3 separate regions of the Mus musculus genome follow, and all the other regions are linked to region 1. Evidence: chromatin contacts called from public targeted proximity ligation data. All regions are on one chromosome and are shown on one strand. The core of a region is the stretch at or near the end of the contact, and the rest is flanking DNA. Distances in the headings are between cores, read along the strand shown.

Region 1 (4,728 bases), core at 1,617-4,116:
CAACATTTTATTAGGTCTGGCTTACAGGTTCATAGGTTTAGTCCATTGTTGTCAAGGTGAGAGCATGGCAGCATCCAGGCAGACACAGGACTGGAGGAGCCAAAAGTTCTACATCTTGTTCCAAAGGCAGACAGGAGAGAACTAGTACCCATCTGGCTAGGAGAAGTGTCTCAAAGCCCACCCCACAGTGACACACTTCTTCCAACAAGGCCACACCCACTGCAACAAGGCCACACCCACTGCAACAAGGCCACACCCACTGCAACAAGGCCACACCTCCTAATAGTGCCACTCCTTGGTCGAAACATATTCAAACTACCACAATGTACCAATCCATTTTGATGACCAAAAGAGTTTATTGAGGTAGTAGTGATCATGGGTGACTCAAAGGGTGGGCTATTAGGAAGTTTGTCACTGTACAGCCGATTAAACTGCTGCAGGATCCCATCCACAGTATGGCGGCTGACAAAGAGTTGTACCACCAGAGGCTCCTGCTTCCTGTGAATTGTTTCCTCTTGCATAATGTTGGGGAGAAGAGGACCTGAAGGGACCAGGATTTGTCACCAGACACCCCAAGACCAAGTTGTCAACACAAACGAGATTTATTTGTTCTAGAGGGACAAAAAAACCCAAACAAACAAGGAATAAGAGACAAAGACAGGAGATAGAGGATGGAGTAGAAGGGCAAGGGATCAAGGGAGACAGGGAAGGAGTTTTGTCCTTAGATGTGGGGAAAGGAGTGCTTCTCGATAGAGAGCAAATAGACATGGCCTACAGGCAAATGGTGGTTTATAAAGTTAAAAGAGGAAACGCTGTGTTAGGATGAAATACTTAATTTTATTTGAGCATGTTAATTTGGATAAGCCAAAAGTGGCTTTTGATTGTTGGACTTCAGTACTTTGCTAGCTAGACATGGGGAGGAGAGGAACAACCTAAAGCAGCAGGAAGTGGCCAAATAAGAGGATCGACCTTGGTAGCTAGCTTTAGGAATTCAATCTAACGGTTTTTGGCAAGGCCTAGGAAATAGCAGGGAAGGGAAAGGCCTACCAAGGCCATGTTTGCCATGCTCAGGATGGCTAGAGGGCCCTTGTGAGGGTCTTGAAGGGAAGGTTTGTGGCTTTGTTCAGCCTCTGCTCCCTTGTTAAGGAGCATGGTTTCATAAAGTCTCATGGTGGTGATAAGCAGATTTCCTTCAAGATGACAATGGGCGTGTCCAGGCTGAAGGAAGCTGACCCACAGCCACAGTGTGTAGGGCTCTTCTTAACACGGACAGATGCTAAGTAAAGCTCAAAAGAAGGTATTTCAGCTCATTTCCCGGGGGGTTGAAGGTTTTATGGTCATAAAATTCAGGTCTGAACTTACTTTTCAGCCATATTACCTGCTTACTCCTGAAGCCACTGTGTTCCAGTCACTTCTCAGCTGAAGGCTTTTTGCTTCCCATTTCCCTGTATCTAATCCAGGCCTCTTACACAGCAGTCACACGCTCCTTATATAGGCATGACCCAGGATGCCTCACTCTATCAAGTTCACCTTGTTTTCAAGGTGGGCCTAATATGCTACTTAAGATGTTGAGAGAAATAAAAGAGGAATAGGCGTGGGAAGGAGAGGTCTCATTGGGGAGGACTGAGACTCCATTAAAGATTGAGGAGAGGACAAAAGAGGGGAGGAGAGGAGGGGAGGGAGGACTCCTTCCCTAGGAATGTTGAGAAGAATTTATTTCCTCGCCTGGGACCAGAGTGAAGCGCGTCTTTATAGTTGCTGAAGGATGTCAGGCTTGTCAATCAAGAAAACTGGCTGAGAATTACAGCATAAATGGTCATTTTAAAAATACGATGCTGGGCTTGTGTCTCTATTCATTTGAAACAGGGTCTACTAAACTAGCTGGTCTGTGACATGCCATCTTCCTGCCTCAGCTTCTTTAGTGCTAAGATTACTGGTGTATGATACCATGCCTACACTAGCTGGGCTTGCTTTTTGAATGTATTGCTCCATCTTAAACGGAAGTGATAGATTCTGAAGTTTACTTAGGCTATCCATTATTATTGTTATTAACAATTATTATTGCTAGTAGTCTACTACTTAGTCTGGTGAGATGGCTCGAGGGTGAAGGCATTTGCTGGCCCGGGCCTTATGACCCGAGTTTCATCTCTGGAATACCTGTGGCAGAAGGAACACACTGGCTCCAGCAAATTGTCTTCTGACTTCCATATATGGGAAAAATATACATGACAAAAATTATAGAAGCAAAAGAATACATTTCTAATGTGAGGAGTAGGGAACAATGATCTGGAATAGTGGTTTTCAGAAGGGCTAGTCCATATTGTTTGGGGACGTGTGGACACAGGTGCTTAGCTTCTACCCCATCCATGGCTCAGAAACTTGAGTCCCAGCAGCCTGAGTTGATGTTTTCACAAGTTGTTCAGCATGCTTTGAAAGGCAAGGGGCGAGGAACCTTCTGAAGAAACAGCAGCTATTATAGCTAATTAAGAGCTGCAAGCCCAAGAAACCTTAGTTAACAGATTGCTAGTGGCTGATGTCTTGTTGTTTGAATCCCCCCCCAATACATACTGTATTTGAAAACAGGGCATGGTAGAAAGTGAGTATAATCCTGGCACTGGGGTTAAGGTAGGGGGACTGAGAGATCCAGGCCAAGCTGGACTTCCTGGTGAATCCAGGTCAGATGGGGCTGTGTAGCAAGACTGCCTAAAAAAACCAAATCATCATCAACAATAATGAAGCAAAATAAAAAGGCTCAGCACTGAAAACAAATGGGTGAATTATTGATCTGGGGAGAAGAAAGCTGGCAGCTTTACCACTGCACAACTGCATAGGAATCTATGCCATGACTGGGATGGGTGCCTGGGAAAGTGACTTGGCTGCTGATGAACGGGCCATGGGATGGGTCAGTGACTCCCAGGTCACCGGCTGCAGGGCTGTGCTTCTCTTGCTTTTAATCTTTTGGCAGTGACTCGATAGCATGTGACCTTGTTAGTCTCTTACTTTATATTACATTGGTTTTTCTTTTCTTTAAATAGCATTTTCCCCTTAAAAATCAATGTCTGCATGTTTACTGTAAAAGCTTTTATAATATTGAATATAGAATAAAATAAAGTGACCTGTTAGTGCATCATAGATAGGGAGATAAGAGTCATTAATAGTTTTAGACTGCGGATATGTGGGTATACATTTTGATTTTACTCTATTAAAGTTTCATATTCCTTATCCTTATAATGTGTTATAAATTTGTGTGTACTTCAGTGTTCTTTTTAAAAATAAAAATTGAAGTTCAGAAGAATTTCCAACACGTGCATTGTACTGAAGTCACAGCTTATTTAATCAAGGACTCTTAGAAATTAAAATTATATCATTGTAAGTAGCACTTAAGTGATGGTGTAAGCCTTCATTTATTTCTTCAAGATAGATTACAGAGCCGAATGAATATTCTAAATACCCTTTATCATGCTAAGAATTTCCTTCCCAATAGGTTTATATCACACATTACACTGTCAGCTCAACCTGCAGGCATAATGTTGTCTATTTTTGTCTCATCTCTTGGGTCCTTCTTTTAGGAACTGTTTAAGCCTCAAATTCTTGTCGATAGTTCTGATTTATAAAAACTCTTCATTGCTTTTATATACAATTCTACTTAATTTCCCAGTCTTATGTTAGCTTTTTAATTCTGTTTGTCACCCTGATTAAGCCAACATATTTTTTTATAGTAATAGTGTTTATTTTGTCACTGTATCGCAAAGGAAATAAAAATTCAAATGCATCTCTGTTTTTGTTGCTTTGTATTTTGCTTTTAATATTTTGCCTTTTATTTTCCTGGGGTTGTGTTTGCCAGTGATGCCAGAAGCCATGGCTCCCCACTCCCTGTGCTATTCCACAGCCAAGAAAAGAGTCTGTTTGTCTTGCCTTCTGAACCTTGGTGGGTCTTGAGACTTGTGTGGCCAGTAACAAAGCAGAAGTGAGCTTGGCTTGCTCCCTCTCCCTCTCCCTCTCCCTCTCCCTCTCCCTCTCCCTCTCCCTCTCCCTCTCCCTCTCCCTCTCCCTCTTCCCCTCCCCCTCCCCCTCCCCCTCCCCCTCCCCCCCTCGTGTGTGTGTGTGTGTGTGTGTGTGTGTGTGTGTGTGTGTGTGTGTATAAGCATACTCATCCATACTTGCATATGTGGAGGACAAAGGACAACATTAGACATCTTTCTCCATCCCTCTTCATTTTACCTGTTGAAACAGGATTTCTCATGGGATCAGAAACTCAGTGTTTTAGCTCCACTGGCTGTTCAGTGAGTCCCCCAAACTCACATGTCTCTGCTTTCTCAGTGGTCGCGTCCAGTTTTTAGATGGGTGCTGGGGCTCTGAGGTCAGATCTCAATGTTGGTACAGCAAAGGCTTTACACCCAGCCCTGCTGCTCACTTCCTGCTTCCCACTTCCATCTCTCAAGCCCCAATGGCGTGGTCCTTAACTGATATGAAAGGCTCCGCTTTCCACCTCTTGGAATGGCCACCATTCTGTGAGATGCCCAAGTCATGAGCCATGGCCCTGTGCTCCCACTGTGGCTCCAGCTGAGCCCAGTGCTGACAGCTAGCATCCTTGGCAGCATGGAGGGGAGTGGCTTTAGATATCCATCCAGCCTTCAGGTACATCTGACTGCACTGCCCTAGGAGACTCCACACAGACCATTCAATTCCGAGAGCCATAGAAAGCAATGTTATTGCTTTGAGAATGCC
Region 2 (4,728 bases), core at 983-3,482, 390 kb after region 1:
AGGAAGATCCCTAAAACTCTAGGGAAATGCCTCAAGCTGCTGAAGGTGACAGTGAGGAGCTGTACCTGTATGTTCACAGTCTCATACCCCATGGAGAGCTATGAATTAAACCTGATAACAAGGGATTAGAGCAAAGAGAGCTTTATATTAGAGCAGTTGAGAAGGGCATCATCGTCTCAATAGGAGCTCAAAACATAAATATGGGAGAAAAGAATATTAAAACTTTGTAGAAATAGTTTCTGAGGTATGAGAAATGCAAGTCTAAATGAAGGGCTTATGCACCCAGTAAATACTAAGCTATCTTCTCAAAGGTATTAGCATGTGGAAGAAAATTAGATTGGGCTTAGATTCTAAATGGAACCTACTCCTTATCTGACCGGGTATATAAATAACTACAGTTCTAACCAGAGTGCCTTCGACTGTGGCAGTTTAACCGTGAGCTGTGAGATGTGGAGTTAACTGGGAGGAAGGGTGGGAATATGAGTGTCTGACCAAATCTTAGTATCGCCCAAGGCATGAAGCCTAATTGTGTCATCCTCTTTTTGTAGAGAGCTAGTGGCTTTGGGGGCTTGTCCTGGCTCTCTTCTGTCTTCTCATATTCAAACTGACAATAGCAGAGAGAGCTCTCTCCTCCCATAGCTAAGCCATTTCCTACACAGATGAATCCATAGTGGCAAAAACCTGGCAAGGTCCCTATGCAAAGACTACCTAGACTAGGTGATTAAACAGACCCCAGGCAAGAAGTTGCTGGAACTATTAAATAGAAACAGGAACGTGATGCAATCCTGTTTGGCTATTGGTATGGTATGTGGAGAGCTGCGATGGAGGTGAAGACTGAAGTTGATGACAAGGGAGCACTTGAGCATTTGGGATGCTGATGACGTCATGAACCCAGATAGGAAACACAGACGGCTTGAACAGGTTTGGGGCCAGATGAGTTTCAATTGGACACGCTGAGTTTGTGGTCCTGGCAACTCTATCTCCACAGAAAGGTTGACCAGGCAGATGGATGAGCAGGTCTGTAGGAGGCACAACACCCTGCACACAGCTTCCCCATCAATGTTTATTCAATACAAAATAAACAAAGATGAAACCAGTTTCCATGTTAGCGTTCCCACAGTGATATTTACTGGTTGGGTCCTTGCCGAAGTGAGGCTTGAATATATCCAACTTAAAAATAATTGCTTGCCACTTCTGTGCCCTCCCATATGTTTCTCCTTCTACTGACTAATTCAATCTTGTTTGTAAAAAAAAAAAAATCAAAGAATTTGAGTGTTTAATACTATGACTATTCAAATACACTGCTGCCCTACCTTGACAATATTAGATACTGAAAAGATCCATTTTACCAGGCGTATTTGAAACTATGTGCAGTAGCAAAGGCCATGAACTCAGCCTTGGCATGGTATGTTTCCAGCTTCATTGTGTTAGGACTACGCTGTGTTACTGCCACCTTTGGTTCTCAGCCGTTAAAAACATTGTTGTTCTGGAATATAATTTATTCCTAGTTGACTAATTGTCAACGGGTTCCCACAAATACAGTATGTATGTGTCCAGATCCTATGTTGCATACTGTAAGATTTTAACAAATCCCAACTGGAAATACCTGCTGAACCTGAAGGTAGATAGTTGCTCACAAATCATATTTTTGCAAAGCACCCTGTAGATACAGTAATAATAATATACCCAATAATTCCCGCTATGATATTATTTCCACTTATCTACCAATCTCTGACCCTACAGGCAAGATCTCATGCATCTTGAACTTCCTCCCCTCTACCAATTCAATACCTTACATAGATGGCAACTCAAGTTAAGCATACAAAGGATATTATGGTCAAAGGTAGGGTGCGAGTGCATGTGCACACATGTATTTGTGTGTGTGTGTGTGTGTGTGTGTGTGTGTATGTGTGTGTGTATGTTTGTGTGTGTGTATTGAGAGGTCAGATCTGCTGAATTCTCATCTCTTTTCCATTTACTTTATATAGCACAGTAGGGGCTTTGCCTGGTCAATTACAAACTGTCACCAGGTAGAGGGGTAGGGGAGAGCAACGTCATTCATTTTCCCATAATAATGAAACTAAATTCTGACCATGGTATTTGTTCTTTTTCTCCTTCACACTCTGAGGGATTCTCTGCTACTTTTCGAAGTTTTCAAGAAAGAGTTCTTTTACCCCCAGCCTTCCTCATCGCAGCCAGGTGCTCACGGCACAGCCACACGGGAATCTCTGACTCATGCTTACAAAAGTGGAACTGCATAACAGGATCCATTCTGCTCTGACTAATTTCTCCTCAACACATGTTGACTCATTAGAAATTGTGAGAAGAAAGTTAGCAAAAGTCACTTTTATTGCTTCCCTTGTAGGAAAACACACACACACACACACACACACACACACACACACACACATCTTTTTTTTTTCTTCTTCATAACGAATTAATTGCACACTGGGTACCATATAATTCTACAACCCCTTCAAGGGTACCTGCTAGGGAAAATCACTCCTTTTATTGAAGTCATAAAAATGAAAACATGGGGGAAAATATTAGAATGTTATTATGGCAGGAAATAGAGGTGCTTGGGTAAGTTGAGGGGTGCCTTTGAGGAGAAATGGGAAGATGTCAGTGAGAAAAAGAGAATAACCAGGGAGAGGTGGGGCGGGAGGAGGGGTACGAGCACACCGAGGAATAAGGTTCTGAGGACCATCACCTTATCCAGGTGGCAGAGACTCTGGCCATTGGGCCTTTTTCTTGTACCTTTAATCTGTTGTCATCTGTGGCGTTTTGCTTCTAGGACAAGGGCTCCTATCTTAGGGTGAGAAATGGTTGGGGGAAGACTATGGACACGTGGCTCTCAGAGCTGCTCATCCCTTTAAAGTTCAGCTTAAACTCTATTTCCCCTAATCCCTTTCACCTTACCTTTAGGGCTCTTTCTCTTCCATAGCTCCTAATCTCTATTCTTATCTTCTCTCTCTAATATGTACTACCATATACTAAACAAACCCAAAGTTAATTGCTTAAAAAAAAAATAAAACACTTGGTGCATTTGGTCTATGGATCAGGGCTTTAAGCAGGGCTCCTCTCTGCTATGTAGCATAGCTAGAAACATTTCTACTGGGTTGGAGCACCCAATATGGCTTCATCCTTTGCCTACTGCCTCAGATATGGAAGCTGGGATAGCTAGAGGATGATTTGACATCATTGTCTAGAGGGTGGTTGAGTATTTTGGTAGAGCATCTCAGATCTCGAACAGATCTTAAAGGCTATGTAATGCAATGATACAGCCAGATTTATGTCATATCCTTTGAGCCAAAAACAAGGCAAAAAATGCTGTCTAGATTTAAAGAAACAGAAAACAGATTCTACCCTTGATACATGAGGTGGTATGCCCAGAGAGGCAAGGTGGAGTGGTGGCTTGCAATGTTCCAGTGTGTTGACTTATCATGTAATTCTTTGAAAATACCAAAAGGCAGAGCCCATGTTGGATCTTTCACTGCATCTTTCCCATAATCAGGGATCAGACGGTTTTGATAAACTAACAACAGGTCACTATGAGCTGGAGACAGTGAAGAAGTTCCCTCAACCGGCCAGTGGCTATGGAACCACATGGAATAGGCTTGATTCCCTAGTTTTGCATGTATTTAAAAATACAAACCCTCAAATGTACACCTGAGCCTGTGTTTCTCTGAAGTAAGCTCAGGTAGTCTGTCCCAGTTCAGACAGCAATAGAATGAAGGTATTACTGCTTGAATTGTAAGTGTTTACGTATGAAAGGAGAACAAGACTCTCTGAGCTTTCAGTTTAGCATTTCTTTATTCTCTTAAATAGTCAAACACATTTCAACAAACCTCCTGACACATTTGAGGCAAGGGGTATCCCAATTTCAGACACACCAGAAGAGGACATCAGATTCCATTACGATGGTTTTGAGCCACCATGTGGTTGCTGGGAATTGAACTCAGGACCTCTGGAAGGGCAGTCAGTACTTTTAACCTCTGAGCCATGTCTCTAGCCCCATCTTTGGCTTTCTTTACTCAATATTTCTGCGTGTCCTGATTCTGGCTGTCCTGTAGGTTGACTGGTTTGTGTTAGTCCTTGCACTATTCTGAAATTAACTTCCAGGCGAAACACTTTCTCTTGGAACGTAAGTTCAAAAATCAGTATAGTATAGTAACAGTATAGTAGTTTTACTCTACCACAGTGGGCAATGAAGAGACAGTGGTTTTACAACAAAATCCTATGTTTTAAGTATGTAAGTGTGTGGGAACAGCTCCACTATATAATAATGGAGAATAATAATGGAGTGAAATGCTTGCACACTTAAGATGAGGCGATAAAGTAGCATTTGGCTAGTATCACTCCATTTATTTTTTTATGTTTTAAAAATAAAATTGATGTGAATGCATAATGAAATGTGTTATATGATTTAATAGTGCCTAGTACTCAAAATATGCACGTGTTTATTTATATATATGCATACATTGTATATTCATGAATATATTCTACATATATAGTATAAAAATAGACAAATCATTCTTAATACTTACAGTCTTATGGTTCCAATCAGATGGATAATAACACATGGTAATATTCACCTAGAAAATTCAATGCATATTACAACCATGTAAAACTTCCTGGTGTTTTTATATTAAAAACAAGTAAGGATCTTCATGTGGCTCACCATAAACAACTATTTTAATTACATAATTGGCTACTCAAACTAAAAAG
Region 3 (4,728 bases), core at 1,553-4,052, 270 kb after region 1:
CTTTCTTCTTCTCAAGGGGTCCCTGGTAGAGGAACTTCCCATATCAGTGTCATGAACCAGCTATAGTTATAAAGGAAAGGGCTGTGGACATGTGTGTGACCCAATAGCTCTTGGAAGACCCTACCTTTGGCCATCAGCTTCATGCCAGTTACCTCAGAGAGCTTGCCCCACACACCCTCTGCACCACCACTTCCTCCTGGCCTTCGTACTGTACCTTCACAAAGCTTGGAAAGACCTTTCCTCAACTGCACCACATACCTCTGGCTTTCTGCTCCAGGACTCTTGGATGCCCTGAGGTTAAGACATGTGTCTGCTTACAAATGTGAGAGAATTAATACAACCCTGGGGCAATCTTTGATCAGAATTGAATAGAAAATGTTAGATAAAATTTCTACCTCTATATTAGAGCCCTAAGCTAGATTTTATTGGCATTTAGATTATTTGTCTCTATTCATTCGAAAAGCAAACATGAATTAATGAAGTTGGTAATAAAAGCTATGTCTTGTTTTATAGCTTAACCCAGGAGCAAGTTTTGTGTCTGCCATATGGTAGCTACTCCACAAATATTTGTGGAGTGTTCAGCTCCTTAGAGAATCTGAAAAGAGACCATGGCTGTAGCTGCAGGGTAGCTCACTTTCTTAACATGCATCATGTTCCAGGTTCGGTCCCCAGCAGAGGAGAAAGGGAGAGGAAGGCAAACATTCTAAACTAAGTATGTCAGGGTAGAGGACATGGCAGAAGTCCTGAAGGAGAAACTGCTGGAATAAATTCCATGTGTGGTTAATTATCTAGCTTGAGTAGAGTCACAGATTCATGTGTTAAAGTGTTGGGACAGTGTTAAGAGGTCTGCATTAGTAAGTCTTGGTATTTTGATAGAATTAATGCATACTTGTGCTTCTTTGTCTTCAAGCTGAAACTCTGTCGAGGACAGAAACACACAAATGGTAGACTAGCCAAATACATAGCAGACATACCGTTTAAAATAATGTTGGATGGATGGATAGATGGACGAATGAGTGATAGGTGTTGGTTGTGACTTGGCTGGGAAAAAGCAGTGTCCTTCAGCAAGTCCTCACTTTCAGTGACAGGCGATCAATGACACTGAATTGTCTAGCTATGTAATTGTATCTACTGTCAAATCCAACTCAAGCAGTTACTATAAACTTTTGGGAAACACCCTATTTTCTGTTGAACCATATCGAAAACTTCGCATGTGCAACCAAGTTGCCCTGTTGCCCACGAGGTTATAAACAGTAAGGGCAGCACTTCCCTTGTAATAAATGTAAGCACATACAAACAAAAATATCTCTAGGCATGAATAAGCGATGGGTATGTTCAGCCACAATTACAAAATAAAAGAAAGCTGTTGTCTCTATACCTAAAGCAGAGTTTCTTAAAGGTAGCTGTGTTTCACGGTCAGGTTTCTGTGACCTATTATCCCGTTCATTTTTAGAGCACTATTTAAAACCCAGGCTTCATGCTGACAAACACCAGTGTTGAAACTAACTATTGCTACAGCCCATCCAAGCAACCTTCTCCCTTGGGCCACATTATTATGGGGAATACAGGCAGAATTGTGGTTCCCTGAGCCAGCAGGGCACAAATGAGGGCAGTGATTCATAAGGTGACTCCAGCGAGTTTGCAGACGCGTCACTTTCATGGAAGCTGACGTGCACAAGAGAAGCCTGGGCTTGACTTTTTGAACCGGTAAGCACTTTCTGGCCTCGCTGCCACTTGAGGACTTAGAGGACTGTGGAAGGTTGAAGGTTTCTGAGGATAGGAGTGAACCTGACAGGATGCTGATTTACCAAAAATAAACCCTTCAAATGAGATCACACCCATGTCAGTAGCTTTTTGAGCGGGAAGATGGTAATTTTGCCTCTTCACAGGCTCCTGTAAGTCCTTGAACTCCGATGCCATTGGATCAGTCCTTTGGGGGCTGGGTCATCTGGGGTCTTAATTCTATCCTGGTGAGGTTGGGTGAAAGTGATACTGGTCTAAAAATACAACTCCCTGAACTCTTCAACCTTCAGATCTTTTTGATAATATGACTTTCTTAATCCTGAACTTGATTTCTTTAATTAAAAAAAAATCCACTTGTTCTTTGATATTAGTAAAGCTTAAAAGGGGCAGAAATGGGCATAGAACAGAGTTGTATACCAAGAAGGAAGTGAAGGGCATCACTGGTAATCTTGTCGCCTGATTACAGCCTAATGAGATGTCTGCCAAGTAGGTCCCCCACAGTAAGGGTCCTTCCTCTCTGATACAAGTGACTTTGGAAGTGACAAGCCTCAGCTATCAGGCAACGTCTTACCAATTAGCTCATGTAAATGGGCACACAGGAAAGTGTGACGTCCTTTCCAGTGCTCAAAGGTGAGGCTGCCCCAAGAACGAGGCTCTGAGTCACCCTCCGTGTGTGAGGGACAGTGGTGGGAACAGAGCCAGAGCTATGTATGAGGGCCTCTTTGGAATGAGAGCGAGGGTTCATCACAGCATCATGGAAATGTCTGCAGTCTCTCTCTCTCTCAGGCTCTTAGTTCAGAGTCCAGGACCCTGTGTTGGCTGCAGTCAGGTGGTTTCTGTTGTCTTTGTGCTGACGTGTGGCAATGGCAGAGAAAGCCGAGGCCTGGCCCACAGCATCTTGCTGCACAGCGAGAAGAGGTAGAAGGGCCATGCCGAGCGCCTTGCAAGTCAGCTGACTGAACATGCCATTATGCAACGAACATCCTCTGTGACTGAAGAGCACACAGAAACCTTTGCTCAGAAGCAAACAGCACAAGATTAATTGTAATGACCAGATAGGGAGCTGGCAAGGGCACACAGCACTTCAGAGGCCAAGGTGAACCTGGGGCAAGTTCAGACGGAGCTCCCGAGATGGCGGTGAAGGCACAAGAGCCAGGGAACCTGTTCCACCATAGAAACAAAAGCTGTGTGTATCCAGGAAGGGGAGAACTGTTCCCAAAAAGGCACTCAGAGAAAAACAAACAAGCCCCTGAAATATGCTCGCTGTCAGCTTTGGTGTTTAAAATGTGGGCCCCCTTCAGGGCACCAGCTCATGCTGCCTCTCTCTTGATTTTTCAGCTCCCATTTTCGCCAGCAATCATTCAACTCGAAGTGGAACAGCTGCTGGGGCTGGGCCACCCCCACATCCTGTCAGTCACCCTTCTCCAGGACATAATGTACAGGGGAGCCCCCACAACCCCTCCTCCCAGTTACCTCCACTCACAGCTGTGGACGCAGGCGCTGAGAGGTAAGGCCATCTGTCGCTCTCTCATAATAGGTGTCGCCGCCAAGCCTCCCTCTACCGAGAAGAGCTCTGACAGTTGCTGAATTTTATTAATAATCTGTTGGTGGGTTGAGTTACCCAGGGGTGACATTTTAAAAGTAACATACACCAAGTATGTGGACCAAATATCTCATTATCTGTTACATTTTATATATATGTGTGTGTGTAATAAATGAAATGATACCGGCAGTGGACAGCTCAGGTGTCAGGACCTGGAAACTGTATCGCAATGACCAACAGTTGCCACCTCTCTCCATCTTGCTTTGGGGCTCAGTTACCAGTGAGTTGAGGAGTTCTCTGGATAGGAATGGTACCATAGTTTCACAGATAGCAATGCAAGTTTGTGTGCTGGGCGTGTTTCTGTTATTGACAGAATGACTGGGCACAAAAAAGAAGAAAGTTGGTCTTGGCTCATGGTTTCAGAGAACTCAGCCTATAGTCACTGGATGCTGCTTTGGGCTCATCAGGTGGGAACATGTGACAGAGGGGGCCTCTTCACCTCCTGATGCCTAGGAAGTAGAGAGACAGAAAAGGACAATATTCCCAATTGCCCCTAAAGTCCCTCCACTAGGCCCCACTTCCTCAGAGCACTTCAAGGAGGTGCCAGGGCAGTGCCTCAACACACAGGCCATGGGCAGTAGTTCATTTCCCAACTGGAGCACGATGGGAAAAGATTATAAGGTGACAGAAGATGTTATGTGACTGATCAGAAAGCGACTGTTCACGCAATGCCTTTGGTTGGTATAAGGAATTTCTGTGGTTAAAGAACTCTATGTTCTGTGTTATTTTTACTTCTGAGTTCTCCAGTGGCTTTCGAGGTTTGGGTTTGAGAGTGGGTGCTCATGCCGCTGCTCTGCTCCCCACATGCATCTGTTTCTGTGAACCGCAAACCCAAACAGCTTCTCAGTGAGCAAAAGGAAGGGCTGTATAGGCATCAAGAGAAAGGGATGTTTCTCCACATAGGTGAAGGGGAAGAGCATCCCAGACAGTAAGGATGCTGGCTGGATATGGAAGAGATGAGGGCACACAGCGAGCACAAAGTCTTGGCCCTTCAGGGTAAAAGCGTGCCGGATGCAAATGGATAAATGGTTGGGTGATAACAGGCTGGCTTCAGTAGAGCCTGGTGTTTTTAAACTGAGGAGTTGGCCCTATCCTACTGGAAGCCAATAACCATTGTTAGGAGAAATACAGAATTAGATTGACATGCGAGAGGGAGGAGTCTGCATAGGAAAGGCATTTGCAGTTGGGGTGGGAGATGAGGGAGGTTCAGAGTGAAGCTGCTGTAGGGTTCCTCATGAACACCATAGAGCCTGGAAGTTCGACAGAGAAGTAAGGAGAAGCCACTCAAGAGCTACATTAGGAGGCAGACTTGCTGAAGAACAGAAAGAAGGAGCCAGACCAATACCCAAGCTCTCTCTCTCTCTAGACAATGTGCCTTTTAA

The links.
Region 2: a targeted proximity ligation map of pancreatic cancer cells shows a contact between it and region 1. A contact is called at or near these places in 2 of 484 Hi-C or Micro-C datasets (cortical neurons and nephron progenitors), 10 of 130 datasets of targeted methods (embryonic basal ganglia, embryonic stem cells, kidney and 1 more) and 1 of 9 other capture datasets (embryonic stem cells).
Region 3: a contact with region 1 is called in a targeted proximity ligation map of pancreatic cancer cells. A contact is called at or near these places in 1 of 484 Hi-C or Micro-C datasets (cortical neurons), 2 of 130 datasets of targeted methods (the NIH/3T3 cell line and pancreatic cancer cells) and 1 of 9 other capture datasets (adipose tissue).

What each region holds. Positions count from the first base shown.
Region 1 is chr19:28,568,224-28,572,951 of GRCm38.p6, reverse strand. The region is part of intron 2 of Glis3 (GLIS family zinc finger 3); the gene reads left to right. Among named protein-coding and RNA genes, the nearest start is that of D930032P07Rik, 110 kb to the left of the region's middle.
Region 2 is chr19:28,174,530-28,179,257 of GRCm38.p6, reverse strand. No RefSeq gene overlaps it. Among named protein-coding and RNA genes, the nearest start is that of Rfx3, 170 kb to the right of the region's middle.
Region 3 is chr19:28,297,300-28,302,027 of GRCm38.p6, reverse strand. It overlaps Glis3 (GLIS family zinc finger 3), which reads left to right. Exons shown (of 11, transcript NM_175459.6): 8 at 3,082-3,250. Among named protein-coding and RNA genes, the nearest start is that of Gm35866, 65 kb to the left of the region's middle.